Regions from separate parts of the Mus musculus genome. Here all the other regions are linked to region 1. A link is a contact called in public HiChIP or PLAC-seq data. All regions are on one chromosome and are shown on one strand. Each heading gives the region's core, a stretch centred on a gene start, on an enhancer-like site or on the middle of the called end of the contact. The rest is flanking DNA. Distances are from core to core; before and after follow the strand shown.

Region 1 (3,850 bases), core at 522-3,021:
CCCATATATATTCTTATTTTATATGTACGGGTATTTCACTGGCATGTCTGTGTATTGCATGGGTGTAGTGCCTGTAGAAATCAGAAGAGGGCGCTGCATTCCCTTGGAACCATGGTTGTAAGCTGTCTTGTGGGTGCTGGGAATTGAACTCAGGTCCTGTAGAAGAGCAGTGTCGCAAGCATGAAGATAGATTCACGTAACTAGTATAACAAAATTTATATTTTATTATCACAAATGTTCACACTCTAAATTACTAACTTTGGTCCTTAGCCTATCTTCTCAAGGCTGCTCACCTGTGACATATCTTAGCTGAAAATTAGGTCCAGTCTCTAATGGAAGTCTCTGATTTGAGGGTCCGGATCCTGGGGGGAGCAGATCAAGGTGGCATCTCTCCAGATGTGCAGAGCAGAGCATGGTTCTTGTCCTTGCTTAAATACTGTCCAGTGGGCATCATGGTATTCAAGAACTGTGTCTGGTTATCTTGAGTGAGTGATATCACTGAGTTCTGGTTATCGGGTGTGCCTTGCGTGTAGTGGAGATCCTGACTAAGCTATTTTTACATGTCTAAAAGGCATTTTTTTAAACCATGCTCATTATAAACAGTAACCACTCAAGCCCCCTATATATTCTTATTAAGCTTTCTCTCTAGCCCCTTCCTTTTTGTTTGTTTGTTGTTTGTTTTTTGAGACAGGATTTTTCTGTATATCCCTGACTGTCTTGATACTTACTCTGTAGATCAGGCTGGCCTTGGAACTCCTGGCGATCCACCTGCCTCAGCCTCCTGTGTGCTGGAATCAAAAGTGTGTGCTACATTACTGCTCAGTTTCCATCAAGTTTTGTTTTGTTTGTTTGTTTGTTTGTTTTGGAACTCATTCTGTAGACCAGGCTGGCCTCAAACTCAGAGATCTGCCTGCCTCTGCCTCCCAAGTGTTGGGTGGGATTAAAGGCGTGCGCCAGCCACCACTGCCTGGTTTCCATCAAGTTTTAAAGCAAGTCTATGTTACTTCTGCCTGCCTACTCTCCTGGGGAGGCATGCAAATGAGATGGTGAGCCACAAAACACCTTGATTTGCATATAACCAAATTTCAGGTCCAGTGTCTTCTGGGCCTTCCTTCTGCTCATGCCCTTTCTTCTCTCCCTTCTTTTCTATGGTCAGGTCCCTGAAGTATCCTGGAGTCTAAACCTGTGCCTGGTTTCCCCTTATGCATCAGAATGAGAGACTGAGCAGAATGAGAGTGAACAGGGTGAGATTGACTGGAGGAGACAAATGAGCTGCAGAAGAAGAAGTGGAACAGCTCTGCCCACAGTCCAAGCTGCCGCAGGCACTCTGGCCACCTCTGGGTTGAGCAGGCATGGATGGCCAGGTCCTCTGGGAGGCTATTGGGCCAAGGGTTCCAGGGCACACATGAGTCACCAACCCAGGAATTCCATTCCAGCTAAGGAGCTAGCCCTAGCTGTGGAAAACAGGACACTTTCCATACAAAGATACCAATCACACACGGCTCATTATCTGTCACTCCCCCAAACTGGAAATAATGGAGGTGTCCATCAACAAGGGAACGGCTAAGTCAACCATGGAACTTTCACTTGATAAAATATTAGGCAGCCAATAGAAATGAGGTTCTGAGACAGGGAAAGGAAGCCAGGCCGGAGGTAAAATCGCCCAAAAAAGAGCCTGGGATAAAAATGGCGGGCCAGAAAAGCAGGATACTACTGTGGGCTCCTCCCCCCTTTAATATACAGTGTGATCTCAGCTGTGCTTTTTTAAAACAGTCGTCAAACAGAACACTATGGACGGAAATACATCAAGCCCTAACAATGACTGAGCCCGGGGGTGGGGCTATGGGTGGTGAGCTTTCTTCCTTATTTTGACTTTTCTGCATTTTTCAGAGTTTCCCAAGCACCCATGTATCATGCCTTTTATAGTCAAATTAAAAACGAGAATTTAGACTTTGGGGGTGAGCAACCACGATCTGCCCAGGTGCTAGGGGAACTGGCATCCGGGGGCCCAGTTCTGGGTTTGGAGGTGGCCCAAGGCTCAGAATCAGAACAGCCTTTGTGTTCCTGGACAAGTGCTTTGTGACTCAGTAGTCATTTCTGCCCAATGGGTTAGGGCAAAGAACAGGATGAGAGAGTGGCCTAAATAGTGTCGTTATTGTGTTCTCTAGAAGAGCTATTCTGCCACCAGACACTCAGAACGATGTCAGTGTCTCGCCAGGGAGTCCTAGGAGGTGGAAATGGGGTAGCTTCCAGAATCACATCCTGGGGGCGCTGGGAGGGAGTTGAGGCACACAGTCAGGAATCAGAATCCTGGTTTCTCCTTTACATCTGTGTGACCTTAGGTGAGAGTAACTTAACGTCCCTGTTCCTCGGTGTCCCTGCTCTGAAGGCTTTGCACTGAGGACTGTGGGTCCATAAATGCTCTAAGTGTCCCCATGCCCTTGTAGTCAGGGACAAGGGTACAAGAGGCTGTTCTTTGCACTGGTGTCGCTGACACCTCTCCTGTCTATTCTACATTGTTTCCAGCCCTGTCCCTGGAGTAGAGTGTGTGTGTGCAAGGCTGTCCCCAGGGCTCTAGAGGCTCACACCACTGAGAACTTTTGTCCTCGGAGTCCCTCTCAGTTCTCAGTGATACAATCTGCTTGCAGAAGGTGGGCATGAGGGCAGAGTGGAGGCTGCCTCTGGGTAGCAGTGTGGATGTCCACAGAGACCCTGTGTACAGACAGGCCACACACATCCTGAACAAGCATGCTCTCAGCTAGCGATGCCTGTCACTGCCACACTGCCAACGTGTCTTCCTGCACTTCCAGACACTGTAGAAACCTCAGAACAGCAGCCTGGGATACAGCCAGTCTGCTGCTCTGCTGCAGTTATTAGGTACAGGCATGTCTGATTCCTGAACACACACACACTCATACATCATACATATATTCCACACACATACATATCATACCCCCTATTCATATACACACACAAACACCCCCTTATACAAACCCATTCATACAAACAAACACACATACAACACACATACACACAATCCCCCCACATATACAAACACATACATCACACACACATATACACACACCACATAAACACACGTGCCACACATATATACACCACACACACATACACACAATCATACCACATACACCCCACACACATATACACACACATACCATACACATACACCATACATACACCACACACATACACACCACACACACATACACACATATACCACACACCCACATACAACCTACCCCCTCACACCATCCCCCCCACATACACAACTTACACACACACACACACACACACACACACACACACACACACACACACACACCCCTAAGACTTAACTTTGACTCCTGTGTGATAGTGTTTCTGTTGCATCATCCCATAAACACTCGGGAATCCTTGAGATAGACACTAAGGCTCAGCCCATTCAGCCATAGAAACAAGCTCAGAGATATTAAAGTAAATCATATGACATCACACAGCTGACAGTGACCAAGGCCAGGCTTTGACCCAGGCTGTGCGCTCCACATCCAACCTTGGGGCTTGTGCTTTGAGAGCTGAGACTCTTCTAACTTCTCTGTTCTCATAAAGCCCAAGGCTTCCCAAGGTCCCTGCAGATTAATGTGGGGGCCCAGCGTGGCTCTAGACTCCTAAATTAGGGAAGGAGCTCTTTGCCCATGAACATGAGCGCAGTCAACTATCAGGGGGACCCTGGTTTCTTGTTCTGACACAGTGCCCAATCCGTTCATGTCCGTCCATCAAGATGCTTCTCAGAGACCAGTCCTGTGCCAGTCCTTGGGGGATAGACATTAAGACTCACCCTCTGTTCCTACCC
Region 2 (3,850 bases), core at 785-3,284, 290 kb after region 1:
TGGTGTGTCTAGTGCAGGCAACTTCATCACGTCGATTTGACGCAAACCAAAACATACCTGGGAAGAGGGAACCTCAACTGAGGGATTGCCTCCATCAGATTGACTTGTAAGCAAATCTCAGGGGGGCGTTTTCTTGATTGGTAATTGATGTGGAAGGGTCCACTGTGGGCGGCGCTGCCCCTAGCCAGGCAGTCCTAGATAGTATAAGAACACAAACGGAGGGAACCCATAGGGAACAGCACAGCAGTAAGCAGTGTTTCTTCACGGTCCCTGCCTCTGCTCCTGCTTGACATCCTGCCCGGACTTTCCTCAGTGAGAGACTACAATAGGGACGTGTGAGCCAGAGAAGTCCTTGCCTCCTCCAAGTTGCTTTTGGTCCGTGCTTTATCGCAGCAGCCGGGAACCAAGCGAGGACATCAAGTTCATGTTGATGTCTTATAAATCAAGAAAAGCATTACAACATGATAATAAAGTATCATCTTTATACCCATGTGGGTAGAAACATAACTTTATTGTTGTTCTAGAGCCCTCATGTGGGCTGTCTGTGCGTGTGCTCCACCTCAGAGCTATAAGATGGGGAAGGCACTACCCGCGGCAAAAATAAATAAATAAATTTAAAAATGGAGGACCATAAAGTCTGAATGTGGCCCTACTCTTGAGGTCAAGGTTGTTCCCCTCTGTAATCTTATCTAATAAAAATAAATTAAATAAAATAAAGTTAAAAAAAGAAGAAGGAAAAGGAGAAGAAGAAGAAGATAGTTAGCATAATTGTCCAAAGATACTGTAAGGGTAGACAGCATCTCATTTCCAGATGGGACAATGGAGGTCTAGAAAGGGGATCTGGTTTTATTTGGCAGTGGAACCAATCCAAAATGAGGGTGTGTGTATTTCCTCAGTTTCCTACTGCCTTTGGATACCAGCTTTTTTTTTTTTTTTTTTTTTTCTTTTCGAGACAGGCTTTCTCTGTATAGCCCTGGCTGTCCTGGAACTCACTCTGTAGACCAGGCTGGCCTCAAACTCAGAAATCTGCCTGCCTCTGCCTCCCCAGTGCTGGGATTAAAGGCGTGAACCACCACTGTCTTTCTTGTCCCAGTTCCCCCCACCCCCTTGGCATTTTAAAGTGAAGGACACCGGATCTCATCATCCTTAGAAGATATTGAACAGAAGTGGTTTATCCCCAGTCGCACTCCTTTATCTTCTGGGGGCGGGGTGTGTGTGTGTTTGAGAGAGAGAGAGAGAGAGAGAGAGAGATGGGGTGGTGGTGGGAGGGGACAGGTCCGTGGAGTCAGGAACTCATCCCAGGGGGAGGAAAGTAGGAGAACCGTGTTGCCAGCCCTACCTTCTCTTGCAACCAGCTGTGGATGGAGCCTTCTTTAAAACAGAAAAGCTGCTGTCAAACTTGGGGTTTCTGACTGGACATGGTGGTGCACTCTTATCTCAGCACCTGGGAGGCAGAGGGGTAGGTGGATCTCCGTGACAGTAAAATCCTGTCTTGGAAAAACAAAAACAACAACAAAAATAGGTGGTGCGGGAAGATGGGTATCCTGCCCACCTTGGAATTTAAAATTCAACCTTAAAATTAAATAGTATTAATCTTCTAGACTCAACTTCCCCTCTGGGTGGGTTCTTTATAAGAAACAAAAAAAACTTCCACGGACCTGTTTCCCTCGTCTTTAAAATGGGCAGACACGGCTGACGCTGGTAAGCGTCCAAACCACCCGCGCGGGGCCGCGTCAGGACCCTATCCTGGGGCCAATTTCATGACACCCTGTGTGCTCCCGCACCTAAAGCCTTTAGAGCTCCGGCGCCGCGCGCGCGTGGGCACGGATGCGCGAGGGAACGCTCGGGTCCCACAGCCTGGAGGTCGTACTCGCCCCCGCCTCCCACGCGCGGACTACAGGGCCCACGCGGAGGGCGGGCCGAGCCGGAGCCTTTGTGTTCAAATCAACCAATGGGCGGCGGCAGAGGGCGGGGCGGGCCGGCTGGGCCCGGCCAATGACTTGTGGGCTGTCAGCGTTGATTGACAGGCGCACACATACACACTCGGCCACGCGCGCACCGCCCTGCCCCACTCGCGCAGCGCGGTCCTCTGCCGGCCGCATTGTCCGCTCACCGACCCCGCGCCGTCCCGCGTCTCCGCTCCGCGCGCGTTTCAGCCCCAGCCCCGGGCCCGGCCCGGCCCAGTGCGCGGCGCCGCCCGGGGGACTCCGACGCGGGAAGAACCACGCAAGGTAAAGAAGGGATTGGGCCCGCCTCCCCACGGCCCCGCGCCCGCCTGACCCGGGTCGCCGTCCGGCCAAAGCGCGGGCCTGCGCCTCCCTGTCCGGCCAGGCCGGGCCACTCCAGCCCCTGCGCGACGCACGCCCCGGGACACTCGCGGGCCGGCGCCCTGACGCATCGCGGTCACGGGGAGGGCGCTGTCCCCAGGCGGGACTTCCCCAGCAGCCTCCGGGGAGGAGGGCAGCCAAGACCCAGCCGCCCCAAACCGGACCAGGGCTGTGCCACAGGCCGAGTCCTGGCACTGGAAGTTCTCAGCCTGCGCCACCGCTGCCTGTCACAGTTATGGGGTACGGGGGAGGGCCCTTTTAGCTCAGTTCCAAAACAGCCAAACCCAACCAAAACAAAACAAAGCCAGCGCGCTCCGGGGTGTGACTTAGAGCCAGGACAGAGGGTGAGCGCCTGGAGCACTTTTTTGTGTCCCAGGGGAAATGGAGTGGAAATGTCACGTATAATATTCCCCAGGATAGGGGAATCTTCGGGACCAAGGCTCTGCAGTAGGAAAGTATGTTTTATTTGAGGGTTTTGTAACTAATGGCGGGATGGAGGAGTGTCTATCTCAGCGGCTCCCCACGGTAGACCTTTGTCATCTTGTGTAATCTGGATGGCCGCTGTGGCAAACTATTTTGTGACAACAGGATGAATATGAAAGATAAAGATAAGGTCCACACCGCTCTGGGAGTGCTGGGAGGTGGCACACGGGGCAGTGTTCGGTGCCCCACCTCTCCACCTACTCAGAACGTTTAGATTCTTGCAACAGCGGCGTGGGCACTGTATAAACATGTTACACTCTTTTCCCCCCTGGCAAAGGCTTCATGTGCTACAGCGGGGCAGGGGTTAAGAGGTGGAGCATATGGGCATCTGGAGCTGTCAGGTGGGGGTGGCAGTCATGGGGGGAACTACCTTATAAGGACTGGAATACAACCCAGGACCAAGGCAACTTCCTGCTTTGGCTACTACCACTTGGTCCCTTTACCAACACCAGTCGAAGAGAGTGAGAGATGCCAGATGGGCATCCCACCTGGGAAGATGCCAGTTAGCCCAGACAGGAGGCTACTTGTCTTTCTAGCTGGATGAACCTGACCTTCTGGTTTCTGTGGTCTGGGTTTGGGTGTTTCCCACCATGCGAGGTCACTATCCACCAGGAATAGCAGAAACAATACTAAGTCACAAGTACCAGGAACTCATTTTGGATGGGTTTGGGATCTAAAGTTTTGTAATCCTGCTAGCCCAGGCTCGGTGAGATTCCTGGGTTGATATTCTGAGATTTGAAGCTGGGTCCCGTGCCTGAAAGATTTGTTTATCTTCACTTGTTGTTTTCACCTTGGTCTTCTTATCAGTTTCACTCCACCCCATGTGGTGACTGTAACTGTTCTATAGGCTAGACTGACTGCAAGACCACACAACAGCTCCACCTCCTGCCTTACTTCTGTTAACAAATATTGGTTGTGTAACTGCTATGTAACCACGCAGTTTACAGCCATGTTCCAAGTGCATGCTATATGGAGCTGTAACACTCCCCAAACAAACAACTTGCAAACCTTCTGATGGAATGCAAATGTCCAGGCCCTGC
Region 3 (3,850 bases), core at 506-3,005, 270 kb after region 1:
GTGGAGAGCCCTGGCACCCCGTGCAGTGCCGCATGAGGGTGGCTCCGGAGCCAGTGAAGTGGCGTTACTAAAGCTGGGAGCTCAAGATGGCAGACAGGCTTTAATGCTGGTTAGCAGAGACGAGTGGCCCACTGGATTTCGTGGAACAAGAAATTTGACCAGAAACTGCAGTGAGCTTGTGCTTGGTAAACAGCCAGCTCCTATGTAGAGACAAACAAAACCTGCTAAAACCCAACTTGTACAAATGCCCAGAGTTGGAAGATGAAGGGAGCCATCTGTGCCCTGTGAAGTCAGAAAACACCAGTGTCGTGGAATGGTGGAGTCCATGCCAAGCTCTGAGCCTTGCTCAAGGGTATCCACCAGTGGGGGGGCGGGGGGGGGGGAGGGAGGAACAACAGTGGCGGCAGCATCAGAGAGGTGTGAATTAAGAGTATAGTGTAGCCGGAGAGAGTACCCAGTGCTCTACCAGGCCAAATCGCAGCCCAGGACCGCAGGCTCGGGGAAGGAGGTGGAGCACTTAAATCACTGCAGGTCATCTGAGCCACACTCACGGTCACATGTGCAGCAAGGACCCATGTGCTCGAGTGCATGAAGAGAGGGAGCTGTTCAGGGTAACGCTGTAGCCAGTAGCTCCTCCTGAGCTGAGTGACCTCAGGCAGTCAACATTGAGCACTGCACAAAGACCGAGTGCTGGGACTGGGCTGACATGTGACAGCTAGCCCATGTCACCTGCTCTCCAGGCCTGTGTCTGTATTCCCAGCTATTTGAAGACTGAAGTAGGAGGATCATTTGAGTTCAAAAGTTCCAAGCCAGCTTGGACAGCCGCTGTCATAAAATTTGTGTCTATACCTCTTGGTTACCATGCTGGGCATCTTGGAGTTCAGTGGCTTTGTGGTGGAATCTAATGAGATCTAGCTTTCAGACAAGCTGCTGTGATGTATAGTCTCGATTGTCCTCTGTGAACTGCCGAGGATGGTTCGTCATTGCAGTGTTTTGCACGCATGCACATCAGGACCCCGAGAGAGGAAGCCCTTTGATTTCATTCTAGAATAATGAAATTGTTCCTGACTTTTGCAGGCCGGAAGCTCATTTAAGCTGCAGTCCAGCTGACTCTGAAAAGCCCTGCCTATCATCAGATGCCCAGGTCTGGTAGGGAGGGCCTTGAGTCTAGAAAGAGTCTGGAAACCCTGTCTTGGGTGGGGCATGAGGGAAGGTCTAGAACTCTCATTGAGTCCTCTGGTGGCCAAAGGATGGGAACAGCCACTGCCTGCCTGACACCCAGGTGCCTGCTTCACACGCCCTGTCTCATTGAGTTCCCTGCCATGGGTGTGGCCCCAGTCACTGGTGAGTCCACTTGGCATGGACTCTCCTTTGCCCCAGGCTGTGCTGCTGCTCATTGGCTGAACTGGTGCCAGCACCCGGGCCTTCCAGCTCCTGGACCAGCTAGAGAGACAGGACCTAATAGCCTGGGGAGGGGAGGCAGGGCTGTCAAGGCACCTGGTGTGCCAAGAAGGCCACCACCACACTGTTCCTATTCTGCAGAGCAGGGTCCTTCAGAAAGGACCCCTCACTTTGTGACAGGCCCCAATTGTCAGTGATCACCTGTGTATTTGGCTTCCTTCAAACCAGACAGGCTGTCATTGACACTCAGAAACTGTCCTTGCTAATTGGTAGCTCTCAGCTCCATCCTGGGCCTGGCCCACAGTTAGTATCTGTCTTGACAATGACAGTGTGTTCTTGCAGCATCTCGGGTTGACTCACCCTCCGTCTGCAGACATGCTGGCCATTTGGGAAAGGAGGCAGAGGCGTTGAGATGGGGAGGTGTCAGATTGTCACTGAGACATTTCTAATTTGTAATGTGTGGTTTTTGAAGCCAACTCTTCCCTCCTGCTTTTCCTGTTTTCTGCAGCACCCCTTGGGGAAAGACATTTTCTGCTCCTGCCAAGTTGGCAAGGCCTGCTTCCCGAGCCCGTGGGGCGCTGTAACTGTTGGGCCCAGCACCTCCTGAAAGCCCTACTCTCCTCCTGAGGGCACGCTGGGAGGATCATGGGAGAGACTGAAGGGAAGAAAGAGGAGGCTGACTATAAACGGCTGCAGACCTTCCCCCTGGTCAGGGTAAGCCTGAGGAGGGAGGGAAGTGGCCACCGGGCCTCACTGCCTGCAGGTGGGTGGAACTTGCAGTGAGGAGACCAGGGCTCTGCTGGCCTGGCTCCACCCCAAACATTAACCATCACAGTGATTCATTCTTTCATCCATCCATTCAATCACCAGCTATGTTGAGGCTCCCTGCTGTATGCCAAGCGTGGTCTAGGTGCTGTAGAGATGGTGACCAACAGGGCAGATAGATGGCGGGCAATATGTGCTGTAAAGAGAAACTGAGCTGGTACAGAGGCCAGTGCCTGGAAGAAGTCAGATCAGTGACCCTCATCAAGTTAGGTGGCAGGCCTTGCAAGGACCCGAGGAGCCATCTGTCCCTCAAAGGAGCAACCAGCAGAGGAGGCTGAGTGGGACAAGTTTGTTGTCACCAACATTGCTGATCTGAGGAGTGGCAGATGTGAGGTGGGGTCAGCCTGTGTAGGCCTGGCTGGCAGCCACTTGAGGAATATGGTGAAGAATGTGGCTTCTGTCCTGAGGTCCAAGGAGCAGTGAGGGGACAGGTGTAGGGTGTCACGTCATTAGAAAATCACTCGCTGTTCTTAGGAGAGTGAATTCAGAGGAAAGTGCTAAGGCCGCCCATTGCCCAGGGACTGAGGTGCAGTAGTCATGCCCTGTGGTGGAGGTGTGAGGCTGGCCCTGGCCAAGGTGCTCACTAAGGATGGAATCTGGATGCCAGGGCAAGAAAGCCAAGGAGCGAGGTTTACCTGGGCAGTGGGACCAGAGCGCAAGGAGGGGATGACCCCCACCCAGACCCCTGCAAGGTACAGCTGTGTGGAGGAAAGGCTTGGCTGAGGATGAAAACAGGCCCAGCCTCCATATGGGAGGAAGAGGAACCTGGCACACTGCCTGAGAAAGAAGAGCCAAGGAGCAGAGGGGAGCAGGGCCCCAGGAATGGCTCGGTCATCCCTTCTGACTCTGAAAGAGAGCCCGCTTCCTCTAGTGGGGCTCCCTCCCACACATGTCCCTGGCAGAGAAGCACAGGCTTCAGAGCCTGTAGCTCATTGCCATCATGCCTGGTCCACCCCAGCTGTAGGCCCCAGCCAGGAATAAATCACTTGCCCAAGGCTGAGCCAGGGAAGCCACCTAGTGTCCATACCGTAAGCTTAAAACTGAGAGGCTGTCCAGGAAGGCCAGGTCCCAGCTAAGCCTCTCTCTGTTTGTCCCCCTGCCCTGTCTCTAGCACTCGGACATGCCAGAGGAGATGCGCGTGGAGACCATGGAGCTGTGTGTCACAGCCTGTGAGAAATTCTCCAACAACAATGAGGTATTGGCATCAGTGCAGGTGGCCCCTCGTGCCTCTGGGGACCCTGTGTGTGTTAGGATGGCTCCTGTAGCCAGGTCCACAGTCCTGCTGGAACAAAGCTAGAGCCTTGTTTAGAGGTGGTCCCTATTCTGGAAGGCGAGTGAGAGAAGAGGGCGGTTCTAGCCAGGGTACCAAGGGCCACACCTAGCCCCTGAAGGAGGGAGGCCAGTAGGGTCTCCATATCACCTCTGCCCAGGACTCTTCAAGTGGGCTGTTGGCTAGGGCTTCTTCTTGGGCTCCATCCCAGCCCTGAGCAGAGGCCTGCCAGGCATTATCCATGATTCATCCATCCATTCAGAAAGGGCGGAGTCCCAGCTCCACAACAGGTATTGCTCGAGGTCCTGGGACTGTGGCCACGGGTCTCAACACAGCAGTGCCACTTATGAGGCC

The links. HiChIP or PLAC-seq counts read pairs in DNA pulled down with a chosen protein or histone mark.
Region 2: a contact with region 1 is called in a FOXA1 HiChIP or PLAC-seq map of pancreatic cancer cells. The contact joins the promoter of Sun2 here to the enhancer-like site in region 1. A contact is called at or near these places in 2 of 39 promoter capture datasets (hippocampal neurons and stem cell-derived epiblast-like cells), 1 of 484 Hi-C or Micro-C datasets (embryonic stem cells) and 4 of 115 datasets of contacts at active chromatin or transcription factors (effector CD8 T cells, embryonic stem cells, memory CD8 T cells and 1 more).
Region 3: an HNF4G HiChIP or PLAC-seq map of pancreatic cancer cells shows a contact between it and region 1. The contact joins two enhancer-like sites. A contact is called at or near these places in 5 of 39 promoter capture datasets (the C10 cell line, embryonic stem cells, hematopoietic stem and progenitor cells and 2 more), 3 of 484 Hi-C or Micro-C datasets (cortical neurons and embryonic stem cells), 5 of 115 datasets of contacts at active chromatin or transcription factors (the NIH/3T3 cell line, embryonic stem cells, forebrain and 2 more) and 2 of 9 other capture datasets (embryonic stem cells and liver).

Annotation. Positions count from the first base shown.
Region 1 is chr15:80,035,387-80,039,236 of GRCm38.p6, reverse strand. All of the region lies in intron 2 of Gm41361 (a long non-coding RNA gene), which reads right to left. Among named protein-coding and RNA genes, the nearest start is that of Gm41361, 5.3 kb to the right of the region's middle. Within about 2 kb of position 1,771, at least 36 of the 459 cell types and tissues checked have an H3K27ac peak or open chromatin away from gene starts, as enhancers often do. A contact at or near this core is called in pancreatic cancer cells, where this site is marked.
Region 2 is chr15:79,740,720-79,744,569 of GRCm38.p6, reverse strand. It overlaps Sun2 (Sad1 and UNC84 domain containing 2), which reads left to right and starts at 2,034. Exons shown (of 18, transcript NM_001205345.1): 1 at 2,034-2,231. Gm16576 (predicted gene 16576) reads right to left here and starts at 1,872. Exons shown (of 4, transcript NR_045069.1): 1 at 1,659-1,872; 2 at 1,340-1,487; 3 at 1-57.
Region 3 is chr15:79,763,081-79,766,930 of GRCm38.p6, reverse strand. Dnal4 (dynein, axonemal, light chain 4) reads left to right here. Exons shown (of 4, transcript NM_017470.2): 2 at 1,910-2,115; 3 at 3,338-3,421. The coding sequence starts at 2,047. Among named protein-coding and RNA genes, the nearest start is that of Dnal4, 9.5 kb to the left of the region's middle. Within about 2 kb of position 1,755, at least 81 of the 459 cell types and tissues checked have an H3K27ac peak or open chromatin away from gene starts, as enhancers often do. A contact at or near this core is called in pancreatic cancer cells, where this site is marked.